2 separate regions of the Mus musculus genome follow, and region 2 is linked to region 1. A link is a contact called in public promoter capture Hi-C data. All regions are on one chromosome and are shown on one strand. The core of a region is the stretch at or near the end of the contact, and the rest is flanking DNA. Distances in the headings are between cores, read along the strand shown.

Evidence for each region. Promoter capture Hi-C pulls out the DNA fragments that hold promoters and counts their contacts.
Region 2: a promoter capture Hi-C map of liver shows a contact between it and region 1, with 4 times the contacts expected there. The contact joins the promoter of Serpina7 here to the enhancer-like site in region 1. A contact is called at or near these places in 2 of 39 promoter capture datasets (both in liver), 6 of 484 Hi-C or Micro-C datasets (all in liver), 2 of 115 datasets of contacts at active chromatin or transcription factors (embryonic stem cells and hepatocytes) and 3 of 9 other capture datasets (adipose tissue, liver and pancreatic islet).

Annotation. Positions count from the first base shown.
Region 1 is chrX:139,036,010-139,043,391 of GRCm38.p6, forward strand. No RefSeq gene overlaps it. Among named protein-coding and RNA genes, the nearest start is that of Serpina7, 46 kb to the right of the region's middle. Within about 2 kb of position 2,367, at least 4 of the 459 cell types and tissues checked have an H3K27ac peak or open chromatin away from gene starts, as enhancers often do. A contact at or near this core is called in hepatocytes and liver, where this site is marked.
Region 2 is chrX:139,079,118-139,086,933 of GRCm38.p6, forward strand. It overlaps Serpina7 (serine (or cysteine) peptidase inhibitor, clade A (alpha-1 antiproteinase, antitrypsin), member 7), which reads right to left and starts at 6,102. Exons shown (of 6, transcript NM_001382372.1): 1 at 6,071-6,102; 2 at 4,688-4,781; 3 at 3,954-4,601; 4 at 2,833-3,106; 5 at 2,090-2,237; 6 at 132-1,371. The coding sequence starts at 4,584. The coding sequence ends at 1,168. 4930513O06Rik (RIKEN cDNA 4930513O06 gene) reads left to right here and starts at 7,126. Exons shown (of 4, transcript NM_029174.1): 1 at 7,126-7,278.

The DNA of each region.
Region 1 (7,382 bases), core at 1,117-3,616:
GTGACTCATACCCATCTGTAATTGTAGTTTCGGGGGGGGGGGGTTCATGTCCACCTCTGGTCTCAGTGGACATTGCATATATATGGTCCATAGACATACATGCAGGCAAAATACCCACATATATTGGGTTAGTGGCTGTTCTATTGCTGTGAAGAGACACCATGACCGTGGCAACTCTTACTAAAGAAAGCATTTAACTGGGTCCTTTCTTACAGTTTCAGAGGGTGAGTCCATGATCATATCGGTGGGGCACATGGCAACACACAAGCATGCACTGCTTTGGAGAAGTAGCTGAAAGCTACATCCTGATCCACTGGCAGGAGAGAGGGGCGGCACTGGATATAGACTTTTTAAACCTAAAAGCCCACTCCCAGTAGCACACCTCTTTCAACAAAGTCACACTTTTTTCAACAAAGCCATACTTTCTAATTATTCCCAGATACCTCTCTAACTGGGGACCAAGCAAATACAACAACAGCCTATGCCCTATGCGGGTGAATCCACTCAAACCACCACATTTGACTCCTTACTCCCCACCTCTACCCAGGGACTTTGACCTGGAAAAAAAGAGTTGAATCTTTTAGTCTGGGCCATCTGAGTATAGACACTGGTGCTGAGAACAATGTAGACAATGACTGTCCAGCAGAGAGGAAGAATATTAGTAAGTGGCCTAGAGGCCATTCTCTCATTGTTTTGGTAAAGCATGGCATAAAAGCATTTATGCCTTTGTCTTCTGCCAGAGGCTAAATTGTAGAATTTGGGATTAATGGGAATTTTCTGAAGAGATTTCAAGACAGTCTAGTACTGAGTAGAACCACATGGTTAGTAGTAATCATTCTATTAGAGACCTTCAATGTGAGTGGGTCAAGGAAAATACAAAATGTGAGGAGAAAAAGGACACCAGGAAGGGTGATGTTGGAGCCATATTCTATACTTGAGGAGATAAAAAGTTTGAAGAATAGCCTGAGCTAAATGGAATAAAGGGAGTAGTGACCTCAGAGCAAGGCCCCACACAGCTAAACTTTCATCTTGTAAAAAGAAACTGAAGGAAAACTTCAGCCGTGAAGGAAACCATCAACAAGTTAAGGCTTCTGCAAATACTTGTCACCCAGGTGTAGGCATACATTTTTCTCAATCTACTTTAATAAGTGTTCAACCTTCCATCTATCCTACTACCCACTACAGATAGTGGAAAAGAACAGCTATTAAAAACACAGGGAAAGTAGACCTACTGAGAAATAGTTCTTAGGGGGTGAGTCCAGTCTTTGTTGTAAGGATATCAGCAGTTCAGTCCCATAGCAAACATCAAATACAATTCAGCAGCTGCAGTCCAGTCTTCTTGGCAGGCAAACACCAGGCACGAACCAGCAACTACAGTTGAATCCCAAAGAAACTGCAAGGCTATCCAACTGGCCTGAAGCCACAGAAGCAGCAAGAAGCTGCAGGAACCTCATGAGAAGTTCTTTGGTGAGTTTCTCTCTGGCATCACCACAAGTGCAGCTCAGCAACACAACACAAGGTGAGCCAATATATATTTGTCATCAGTGAAGAATAGGGCAGCAGAGCAAAGCAAACCAATGGTCCAGCTCCCACTGTTGGTGGGATCATATTTATATTCCTTCAAACAAGGGGCCCAGGTTTCAGACCTTGCTGTCAGTAGAAGGTGGAAGTTTCAGAGCTGCTCCGGCTTGAAAGTCAAAAACAAAAAAGTTTGTGCAATCTGCCTCCATGATTAAGGAAAGCTTCTGAGGCCAGTTATAAGACAGGAGAGCCTCTGCATAAGGGCTCAGAGAGACCAATGCATGAAGCATCAAAATTGAAGCCTTCCAAAACTCCAATGTCAGGATGCCAGAGTCCTGGGCTACCTGCCAAGGAAAGTGGCACACCTGCTGTGGAACTAGCTCAGGAGAAAGAAATGTATTGTAATCAACAAAGTTGAAATGAGTTGGAGATCTGAAGAGAACTTTGGAGACATGGAGATATAGAATTTGGAGTTTGCTCTGCTTTTTTTCAGTCTTTATTCTATTCCCTTCCTTTGGGAATGGCAATGCCTTTTCTGTATAATGTATATTGTATGTTGGAAGTGTGTGGTCTGCTTTTTTTTATTTTTATTTTTCCAACTTAGCAGGAGACATGGCTCAGTCAACAAAATGCTTGCCACAACAAGCAAGAGGAGCTGAGTTCAGATTTCCATCACCCATGCAGAAAGAACTGGAAACCATAAATTTGTAATCCCAGTTCTGAAGAAGTACCTCAGGGAATTGCTGCTGGCCAATCGTTCTAGCTGAGTCTGTTAACCCCAGATTCAAAGGGAGATCAATCTAGGAAAACAATAAAAATTGTGGCCAAGCCAGGAATGTTGATGCAGACCTTTAGTCCTAGTAATTGGGAGGCAGATCTCTGAGTTTCAGGCCAGCAGCCCGGTCTACCTAGCAAGTATAGTGGCAGGCAGAGGCTTCATAGTAAGGGCATGTTTCAAAGTTAATTAACTAATTAATTAATTAGATATTGAAGTGATGAAAGAAGATATCAGATGTTAACTTAGAGTATCTGCACATTTATGCATATGCTAGTGTACCCACATATGCCCCTACACATAAACATCTACACACAAAACTCCAGGGCTAGTTTTTTCTTGCTCATTTTATTAATGGTATGCGAAGTTGTATTGATGTTTCTGTACAGAAGTCCTCAGATTGCTTCAAGTGGCAATGGAATTGATCCCTGGTCCACGCAATATAAACTAATTGCAAACTATTTGAAAGTGAAGGGCACACCATGGAGATTTCAACCAGTTGAAATACTTATATAAAGAGATTATTTAAATGAATCACCTAAGAAAATGCTTTTGGAAAGGAAAAAATATAGATTTAAAATTGTATAATCTTTACATGTGCTAGTTGGAAAACTGAAGCCCATAAAATTAAATTTTAATGTCCTGTATCCATATCTCCACTTTTACCTCTACTTTTCACCCTATACAGTTCAGGCCTAACTGCTGCTAACAGCTTAGTGTGTGTGTTGGAACAGCAAAAGTTTAGCAATATGCCTAAACTTTAGTTGTTGGAATATCTGAGACTTTGGAGCTCCTCCTTGAGAAAAATTAAACTGAAAAAGTGCCATTTCCCTGTCTGGGGAATGATCCAAAATGGCTTTTGAGAATTAATCTATTTCATGTTACCTACCATTATGTGATTCACCAAATTCCAATAGGAGATATATAGTAGAATCAGGGTTTGTACTCAGGTACCTTTGACTTCAAAAAATCCTAACATTCTGATCCTGGCCCTGCTCTCTGTGGGCTGGGAAGATGCAGGCATTGAGTCTGGAGTCAGGAAATAAGTAAAGCAACCTCATAGGGGATTTTTCCTAAAATAGACTGCATAATAGACTCACAAGCAGCAAAGAGGCCCTAGGTTTGTTAGGAGCAGAACAGAGAGCAAATATGACATTTGTCACAGTGCCATGGGGAAGGGAAATATAAACTGAAGCAAGGCCTTGCAAAACTCCCTCAGTGAAGTTAATCATTCGCAGAGACACAAAACAAATACATGATAGGAGTAGACACAATCAGCCTAGATCTTTTTTTGGTCATTTCATCCAGATTCTGGGAAGTGTAATACGTCAGAGATGAGAGAGAGAGAGAGAGAGAGAGAGAGAGAGAGAGAGAGAGAGAGAGAGAGTTGCAAGCTTTATTGTTCTCTATGGTTCTTTTGCTTAATTTTTGTATTGAGATTTTTTCTCTCTTTCTTTTTTTAATATTTTTATTACGTATTTTCCTCAATTACATTTCCAATGCTATCCCAAAAGTCCCCCATACCCTCCCCCCCTCCCCTACCCACCCACTCCCACTTTTTGGCCCTGGCATTCCCCTGTACTGGGGCATATAAAGTTTGCAAGTCCAATGGGCCTCTCTTTCCAGTGATGGCCGACTAGGCCATCTTTTGATACATATGCAGCTAGAGACAAGAGCTCCGGGGTACTGGTTAGTTCATAATGTTGTTCCACCTATAGGGTTGCAGATCCTTTTAGCTCCTTGGGTACTTTCTCTAGCTCCTCCATTGGGAGCCCTGTGATCCATCCATTATCTGACTGTGAGCATCCACTTCTGTGTTTGCTAGGCCCCGGCATAGTCTCACAAGAGAGAGCTATATCTGGGTCCTTTCAGCAAAATCTTGCGAGTGTGGGCAATGGTGTCAGCGTTTGGAAGCTGATTATGGGATGGATCCCCGGTTATGGCAGTCTCTAGCTCCAAACTTTGTCTCTGTAACTCCTTCCATGGGTGTTTTTTTCCCAATTCTAAGAAGGGGCAAAGTGTCCACACTTTGGTCTTCATTCTTCTTGAGTTTCATGCGTTTAGCAAATTGTATCTTATATCTTGTGTATCCTAAGTTTCTGGGCTAATATCCACTTATCAGTGAGTACATATTGTGTGAGTTCCTTTGTGATTGGGTTACCTCACTCAGGATGATGCCCTCCAGGTCCATCCATTTGCCTAGGAATTTCATAAATTCATTTTTTAATAGCTGAGTAGTACTCCATTGTGTAAATGTACCACATTTTCTGTATCCATTCCTCTGTTGAGGGGCATCTGGGTTCTTTCCAGCTTCTGGCTATTATAAATAAGGCTGCTATGAACATAGTGGAGCATGTGTCCTTCTTACCGGTTGGGACCTCTTCTGGATATATGCCCAGGAGAGGTATTGCTGGATCCTCTGGTAGTACTATGTCCAATTTTTATAAATGAATTAAACCTGTTTTGATCAATTTTATTCCCATTCCTTCCTCTCTAGCTTCTCCCCTAGCTCCCCACATAACACACACTCGTATTATTAAGCTTACTAAGCCCATTTAGTACTGTCTGCATAGACATGTGTAAAACCATCTACTGAAGCACGCATAGTCTCACAAGAGCCACATCTCTGTAGAAAACTGACTCTTCCTTTCCAAGTAGCTATCAGTTTCCAATAGCTTTTCATCACAGTGCTGAACTTACTTAGTTTACTCTTTCATGCCACATTTAGAATGCTCAATCCATATGGAGGTCTGTTTTGTTCTGTCTTATACAAAACATGTACTTCTACACTTCCACTGATGTGTGTGAAATGCAATAATCAGTGCATGGGTCATCTAGAGGATGTGTAAAGCCCTTCCTTTGGATAGAGGTGTTGTGATTCTAGTATCATATTTCCAATTCCTAACTGACTTCTGGGAAACTAGTGATTCCTTCTCAAAACTCGGTAAAGATTTCTGACTACATTTGTTTATTGCCTCTATTTACCTTGTGACTGACTGACTTTCTGCTGCAACACTAAGTAACTTTGGAAAGAGGCCACTATTGCTGTCATTACCCTTTTTACAACCATTTCCCAAGAGGTAGATAAAACCATAGTCCAGATGAGGTAGTTAGACTGCATAGTAAACTCACTAAATACCCATGTAAGGCACATGAATGAGTTCCTTAGCCTTCTCTAACTCTATTTCCTCATCTCTATAGTGAGGATAATATTGGTACATGTCTACCTCCAAGTAATGTTTTTATCAACATTATTACTGTTTCTATGGAATAATAAATTAGTGGTTTGTTTCATTCTTGTGTATGAATCAAATGAGTTTGTTCAGACAGATGAATGGTTTTGCAAGTTCCATGACAGGAAAGAAGACATTATAAAGAGAGACGCATGTGCCTCTTGCATTGTCCATCAGACTACTGAAGCTATGAACCACAAAGAAGTAAATTTTCCACAGGAATGTCATCCCAGGGAGACAGGAACAGCTGTCATTCTAGCTAGAGGCAGAAGTTGTCTCCTAGAAAAAGATTTCACACAACACAAAAACTTCAATTAACATATACATGTTTTCTGAGTTTTGTTTCTTCTTCTTTTTTCTATACAATTATAACACTGCAAATTGGAGGAAAGGAATTCAGAGTATTTCTCTCCTCAGTTTGGCTAAACTGTAAAACCAGGCAGTTTCCTTTATTTTCTTCTTGATGTAATTAAGATATGAAGAGGCTTTTATGTATCTGTGGCAGATAATAATTCAGGGACCCAGCCTCATTTCTGTCTTATAACTGCCTCTTCTGTACCCTTTCACTCTGAAATATCCTACATGAAGCTGACAAACTGAATAAGGTGATGATAAGATGGAATATCTGCCTCTCCATCGCCTTGGCAAAGTTGTAGTACAAATTCCTTCCACAAGTCACAACATCCATCCAGACTTAAGTTATTCTGAGAAATACAAACTGTGCATAAGCCACTGTTTTTCAACAATATATTTGTCCAAATGGAAGGCATGGAATGGACATTTGAAAGGTGATTATCTCTGTTTACAACTCTAGCCACTAAATATCTAAATGCACATTCCTTTCCACACTCTTCCGCCATCCCTAAAAGATGCTAACTACATGCAAGCAGTCCTGTGCAACACCAACCACACCCAACCCTTTTCTAAACAGTTATTCTCTGCTTTCTTTCTCTGATAACTCATTCTACTTTGTCTTTTCCATGGGCATGTGTCAGTATGTGTGTGTGTGTGTGTGTGTGTGTGTGTGTGTGTGTGTGTGCATGCATGCATGCACATGTGGACATGTGTATATATGTTCACCTGTACATATGCACATGGAGGCCAGAGGTAAACCTTGAGTCCCTTCCTGTATCACTCTCAACCTTGCTTTTTGATACATGGTCCTCACTGATTGGATAGACTGAGAATTCAGAGAATCCCAAAGCTTATATTGCAAGTGTATCCCTTCATACTGGGCTTTTATGTTTTTGTTAGGGATCTAAATTCAGATCCTTGTGGTTTCAAAATAAAACTTTACCCAGAGATCTACCTCCTTAACTCTTTTCTGCTTTGTTAATATATAATTATATCTTTAAACTTTAGTAAATTTTCACCATTATTATTTGCTCAAATATCTTTTCTCCGTACATCCACCCAATACTGTACTTTAACCACAGGACCATCTTCCATGATCTAATCTGTCCTTTTTTTTCTAATTTTCAAAATCAGATTTATTCTATAATTGGTCATTAAAGATTTAATTGATTTTAGTTTCAACTTCTATGGGAAAGAATAATTCTCCCTCTCTCAGAAGTCCTTAAATATTACATGGTCCTTGAGTGTAGAACTTGAGGTGTTGTAATATATGTGTGTGTGTGTGTGTGTGTGTGTGTGTGTGTGTGTGTGTGTGTGTGTGTATAAAAACATAAATATGCATGTATATATGTATATGCATATGTATATATGTGTATGTGTGCATATATATGCGTGTGTGTGTGTGTATATATGCGTGTGTGTGTGTGTGTGTGTGTGTGTGTGTGTGTGTGTGTGTGTGCTGGGAATCCCATGATCAGTTGCTCTCCCCATTTTGACCA
Region 2 (7,816 bases), core at 4,852-7,351, 47 kb after region 1:
TGTACCATAAGTCATTATCCATCTCTGGGTTTCCAATTCCTTATCTACAAAGCCAAGATATTATAGAAAAGATACGCAAGGTCCCTTACAAATGTGTCTACTAAGAAAAGAATTAAAAACTGATAAATATATTTATTTTGCAAACATATTTTATTTATATTCATATGGAGTCAAACCTACATAGTACTTACATGTTTGTTGCTCATTTTCTGTAAGTGAAATATTGTGGGATAGAATTTGGCTACTTCATAATTAATTCTCAATTTGTTATTTGTGTTCCAAATTCTAATACAAGGTACTTGAATACATAAATTTGAGATTAAATCTACTTCGGTAGGTGAAGATAGTATGGCATACCTAGGCAGAGGATGTTCTGGTGACACAAAATATCATATTTTATTGAGGACTACAGACAAAAAAGAAACCAGGATAACCAGGAAATTTCCATGAGAGAAAGGAGAAAGATATTTTAAAAGGAATATAAAAATAATGAATATAGCATATGATGCAAATGATCTGTCCCTCTTTCATCAATAGCTTATGAATTAGCACAATGGCATCTGCTAGTGATGATGTGGGCTTGTGTGAAGAATTTATTTCACCCTGGTTTGTTGTTGAATACATGTTAGGTCACAAAAGCTGCAACACTAGTTGAAAGTACTCAGTTTATGACTTGATAGTATAGTAAGAGAAGTTTTATTTTTTTAAAAAGAAAAATTTAGCAATAGCCAAAATCACAGGTAGAAAGAGCAGAGGTTATTTTGAAGGTGATATATACAAGCCACCTCATTTGTGTGTTCATTGATCATACTATTGGAATAGTGTAATGCAAAGACTTGACCTGTATTGCAACTATTGTCCAAAAGATACATCCAAAAGCATTTGTACCCCCAGTCAAAAATTCTACACTTAGCTAACTCATGGCCAGCTTTACAAAGACCTACCAACATCGATCCTTTTTGTAGTTTTGGATAACAATCACTCATTGACTATCTGCATGTTTGGTCACAGGATTAGCTTCTTCTACAGCCAATGGACTTCTGAGGAGGTCCACTTTTATCACTTGCACAAATGAAATAAAGTCCAAGTCCATAGCAAGTACATTAAGTTATGCTATCCATTTATTTCCTATTATAATATGTACATACTCAATGGACTCTTCGTCAATTACTGTTTTGTTGGGTTAACAAGTTTCCCTAAAAAGAGAACACTTCTGGTTCTTTTCTCCAAAATCATCAGTAAGAATGCTCTATCCAATCGGATAACAGGGTGAAGAGGAGGTACTTCCTGCTGATCCAGAGACCCAACTTCAGGAGAAGCTCCCTCTTTAGTTCCCTCTTCACCAATGTGTAGCACAGCCTTGTGAAAAGCCTGTGGGAGAAGAACAGACAGTGAAGATCTACTGAAATAGTCTTTGTGTAAGTTGGTAGTACAAAAAGAAATACAGCACATTATGGTGATTGTCCTTGAATATGAACATTCCATTGTATAGTGAATAATTTTCTGTGATTTTAGTACAAATTGTTTGGGTAGAATCTCATTAACAATCACCTTCCATCTCTTTAGTGTCCTTCTCACATCCTCTATCACTGTATCTTATAATAATCACTTCGTTAAGACTTTCCATTATATTAGAGTCATCTTTGTACATGAAAGTTAGGGGTGGAAATTATATTTCTTCATTTATATATGTATTTGGCCTGCATGCAAATATGTCTTTATATCACATGCATGCCTGGTACCCGTGGAAACCACTTAAGAGGGTATCAAAATCTCATGGGATTGAAGTTACAGACAATTATGAGGTGCCATGATGCTGTTAGAAATTGAACTTGGGTCTTCTGGAAGAGCAAGCAGTGCTCTTATCTGCTAAACCATCATCAATGTAGCCCCAGAAATTACTTCCAAAATGACTTATTTTAAGTAATTATTCAAAATTGATTCAAGAATGACTTATGATAATGACCTAACGGAATCATGCTGCTTCTGTAGACACAAGATTCCTAATTGACCAAATGAGATGAGTAAGTCACTTGATCCTCAATGCCCTTCCTAGATCCTATGGTAAACAACTAATCCATCAACTTACATAGGAAAGTTTTAGACCACTGTCTTCTGTTATTCCAGGAAAGTCAGCACTTTCAGCAAAGGCATCCCTCATACCCATCTTCTGAAGTGTGCTTCCAAGGTCATATGTGGCAGAAATAGAAAACTTTGGAACAAACAATTCAACCCATCTGTGTGGAGTAAGGAAAACATTGACAATCATTAACATGGCACTAGAAACACAAAAAGTAGTATGGAAGAAGTGGTCTCAGACTCAGAAAATATTGGGCTACAACACACAGTGTCCTGACTCTTATTATCAGAAAAATATAGCTCCATGTTATTGAGCAAGGACAGGGGTCTAGTGGTGTGAAGATCAAAGGGTAGTGTGTAGGAACTTCATGATTTTCCATCTTGCTGTTCTAGCTCATCATAAGTGCACTTCACCTCCAACATCATATCTAATGCATCCCAAAGTTTTAGTTGTTCCCTAAAAAGTATCAGTTTCCTAGTGTACTCACTTTGGGGAACTATGACAATTTCTAATTTTACAAATATCCATAATACTACAAGCTTTGGAGTTTTCCCAGAATGCTTAGATGAAACACTATGGATGTATTCAGGAAAGTATCAGGCACACTATATATTGTGGACCTATTTTAACAATCATAATGCCACAGCCAGCTGCTTCTGGGCAATGTTCCTACTTCTAGGTTTCCCCTTAACTCATCCTCAACTACACCTTTAAGCCTACATTTAGATCCCCATATCATCTAAATTATTTACCCTTTCTGCAGTAAATAGTTCCACTTCTTCAGTGTCTTAGATGACATGGCTGCTTCTACCCATTCCATGTGTCCCTCTTTTGGAAGGACAAAAAGTGCCAGGGCGTTCTCACTATAGTCCATTTGAAGTACTGTACAATTCAGCTCCATATCCACGTAATGATAGTATTGTTCTAGCTGGTGCATCATGGGCACTTGTACTGTGGTGCTCTTGTCCACTGAGAAGTTGGAACTCTCTTCAGTTTTAGATACACGGAAAGGATTTGCCCACTGGGCTTAAAACACAGAAAGAGGAGAGATGTTTCTTTGAAACCATTAGTCATTCAGCTAATAATTAATACTACCTACTCTTAACCAGTTTCCCAAGAAACTACAAGTGACTCACTGAGTATCAGAGAAAAAAAGTCAGCTGACGTATTCATCTGGCTACAATATGGGAAAACCAGAAGTCCTTTTCAATGCTGCTGGACCTCAGAGTCAGTTTTAGAAACACTATACTTTCTACACCCACCTGAAAGAGAATCTCCTTCCATGAAAAGATATATGAGTGTCCAGAAAAATGGGTGAAATTAGAAAACACTATTCTGCCATTTTAAGTATATATAGGTATGTGACTAATGCCAAAAAGTCCACTCATCCAAACTTAAAAAAATCAGGATCTATACAATCAAGAGGAACCATGATGCTTAGAGCTTCAGCTTTAGGTTTAGGCAGTCTTGCTTGGAAGGATAAGCACTGAAAATTATTAATGGCATGTTTTTGTAGCATAATCTTTAGCACATAGTAGGTACTTAATATATGTTACAAGGTATTTTTGCAGTGTATCCAAATGTACACAGGAAATAAGGATCATATTATTCTTACATAGAAATTCAGTTGACTTCCCAAGCACAGGTTTTTCCCATCTCATTAAATATATTACAAACTGTAATTATGTAGCCTGATAGGATCAGGACATTCATAACATTGTCAACCACATCTCTAAAAGTTTTATCTCCCTAGAAATTTCCTGAATTCATATGTAGAGCTGTGTGTCATCCTGGAATAATCCAATACAATGCACAGATAGGGGCCAATAGTGAAAAATCACTGTGATACATGGGACAACTCTTGACACCTTACCTCTGAAATGAATATAGTTCACCAGAATCATGATAATATTCAGTTTGAGGCCTTGAATTAAGCCTACAATTTTCCCTTTGGTTTGCTTCTCCACATAACTGTTGATCTTGTGCTGGGCTGCAGAAACATTGGAGAAGTCAGTAGAAAAGACTTCAGTTTCATAGAGGGTCTTGACATCATCCAAAAACTTTGCCAATGGTTTCAGCTGCTGTCCAATGAAAACTGCATTTCCCATCTGCAATTCCAGTTCATTCTTTGGGAAATTCAATGAACAGATCAAATGTTGGAAGCCCTGTTGTAATTCTGTCACGGGAGTATCTGTGAGGTTAAACCCCAACACCTCCAGAATCTGTGTTTGGGTGCTAGAGCCAGATCCAAAAGAAAGCATGGCTAAAGCAACAGATATGCTCACAGGGGAGAAGAAGATGTTCAAATCTGGGTTCTCCACAGAGAGCCTCCGATACAGACTGAATGCAAAGTCAGCATTGATAGATGGCATCTTATAGAGAGTGGCATTTTGTTGGGGCAAATGACAGGTCGTTACTTTGCCTTCAGAGCTGTTATGTGGTGCACAATGGATTGTAGCCTGAAGCCCAAATACCAAGACAAACAGATAGAAGAACACTGACATTCTGGAATGAAGATGATCTACAAAACATGAAGTGAGATAACCGTTGGGAGGGGGTGTAGACATATGAAACAGTTTCTGATTCAGAGAAACATAAGTCACCCACCTTGATTTATAAAACTAAAGCAAGTATTTGATGGTGTGTTCAGCAAGAAATAAGGAGCAGTAGTCTCTCTCCTCACTAAAGACCAGTGACATGTCTACTAGGAAGAAAGAGTAGGAGAAATAGATTGCCTGGGCAACAGATATACGATGTCATGAATTCATTACCATGTAGTAACAACACGTGAAAATACTGATACTAATTTACATTCCTGGAAAACAAATTGCTTGTCATTTGAACTAAAGGCAGTTTATGAGTGTGACGAATCATTAGGCAGAACAAGCACTCCCTCTATTTATGTTACATGCACATTAAAAGTCTGGTTAGTGTGTATGTCAATTTTAAATGGATGTTTTCTTAAGGTAACATTTCTGAAATGACAAAATGAGAACAACCCCTACAAGAAATGACTAGTTGGGCTGGAAGAACAATAGTTTATCAAGTCATGTACAACATAACAAACCAACACTCATGCACCTGTGCAATGTATGGGAGCCACAAGAGTATTTTTCAAACAAGAGGAAAATGAAAGTATAACATTCATGTTTTAGAGACTTCATTCTTTTAGTACCAACTGAAGAGTCATTTCTCACTTCTAACAGATCTTATTCTTCTGAGTATGCATATCTTCTTGGAATTATTAGTTTTCTAAGCATAAAACAGTACAAAGAAACAAAGAGCCAGATGTAGAGACACAATAATCATACACCAGTAGTTTAAAAGAAGAGATCCATGGGGCCAGTATAAGACCCCTTCCTAAGACTGTCATGTTCTTTATGAGTAGCCTTGTCCTAGGTATAAACTGCTATAATATAGAAATCCTCCTAATCCATACTGTCTTACAAAATCCTTACTCATCTACCCAGTTGCTATTTATCCACTAGGACTTCAGCCTCCTTTGGAATATATGTTTCCAAATGTAAACACCTTCTCTCTCTTAACTCCACGAACCTACTCCTTCATTTTCAATCCATATCTCAATATACTCCACCACTGTTTATAGACAGACCCAGATCAAAAGGGCTTGCTTTGTTTTTGTTCATCACCTCTAATGGTCATGATGACCAATGGATACTGCCTAAATACATATGAATTTCTTTTCACTCCATCTCTACAGTCACTTGCCATTGCCTAAGCTTAAGGCCTTAATGAATTTATCAGCTCCTAGCAGGACAGAGGGCCTCTTATCCTCTCCAACCTTCCTTCGTCCACTCTTAGGTCAAATCTCTACTTCATCACCAGAGTACTCTTCCTATCAAAGTCATTAAGGCTGGTTAGAGGGTCAATTATCAGATGAGCACTCTTGCCTCCTAAACAAAATCACAGGTATTTGGGCCTCTGACTTGTTAGCAATGTTCAATGTTCCCAAGGAGAAAAACTACTTACAGCACATGCCCAAGAAGCCACTTGCATCTCTCAGATAGCAACACCATTCAGTCTTTATAACATGCCCTCTATTGCAAAACTAGAGCATTCCTGGTTACAAATTAACCATGCCATGAACTCTGGGATGACATTTGCAAAGCTGATGCACAAAACAAAGACCAAGTGGAAAAAAAAGGGCTTAAAAATTAAGGTTTGTACTCTGGGTAAAATTTAGATAAGATTTGGCTTCTGCATACATACTTCATTCAAAATAGTTCTTCCTGTCAGTGTTAGGCCATGATTACATTTGAGAAGAAGGTTTACAGACAAGAGACTTGGGGACTCTTTTGAATTGGTGTTATAGGATGGTTTGTGTATATGTGGAGAACATGTTGTCGAAACTAGGCTTTTTAGTGCTCAAAGGGAAACGCGTCATTTCTTCTGATCACTAAAATCCACTACACCTCCCCCTAACCCAAGGACTCCAAAATATAGTACAAATGGGGCCAGGAATGTGGAATTAAGACTACTAGCTTCTTACTGAGATTGGCTGTGTGCTAAATACAAAGAAGCAGATGAGACAAACAGATTTCATTCAGAAACTCCAGTTTAGCCTCTGTCACTTTCTAGGTATAGTGATACTGATAAAAGTGACTTCTCTACTATTTGACCATGCACAGGACAAGACACAAAGTATCTGATTTCCCACATGGCTACCTCAAGAACTACCTTAAGGGACAATTTGTTAATCAAGGGAGTAGGGAACTATCTGGGCTAGTTCAAGTTAATGCTACATATAGTTTATGGAAGGACTTGAAATCTAAAATAAATATGAAACACTTAAACTTAACTCAATTGGGAAGACACTGGGGGTGGTGTAGAAAAGAAAGTGGGGTCAGTAAGGGTGACTATATTATGTAATTTACATTTTCAATCAAATACAGTAAAGCTCTATAGTAACAAAACACCAGATTGAGCACTAGGGTTTTAAAGCTTAATACAGCGCATTCATACTTCATCATAGTGGTCATTATGATCTCATGACCCCACTTCCCAAACTCAGTTGGTCACATCTCACATACAGGATGGTCACTGGTCCCAGAGAAAGACCATACCAAGTTTGAGTCTCTTGACTTTTAGTTCAGTTAGAATTCTACCCTAATAATACAACATATTTTCTGTTTTCTCAGATGCTGTAAGATCCAGTAAACCCTTGGAGAAGACACAAGGTAAGAAAAGAAAATTCTAAACCTGTGCCCTCTGGTGGCATATTTGGACAATGGCATAGGTTCAGGTTTTCAATGAAAATTAACTTAAGGAATCAGATGGGACACACACACACACACACACACACACACACATATATATATATATTCATACATATATACATACTACATACACACATACATATACATACTTACCTACTGGCATACATACATAATACATACATACATACAAACATACATACATACATACATACATACATACATACATACATACATACTAGGGAAACAGAGGCAGGAAGATCAAATTATGAATTTTAAGCCAGTGGGTTACACAATGAGACAACAGCTGAAAACTAAAACAACCAATTTTTAAAAGAACTTAGTCAAGTACACACCAAGCACTGACTTGATCCCTCCTAAGGAAAGTGGACAATAGTCTAATACCAAACCTTACTTCACAAAGTTCCCAGTACCTCTACTTGATGAAGACCAAGCTTTCAACACATGAACTCTTAGCAGACACATCAAAACCATACTGAAA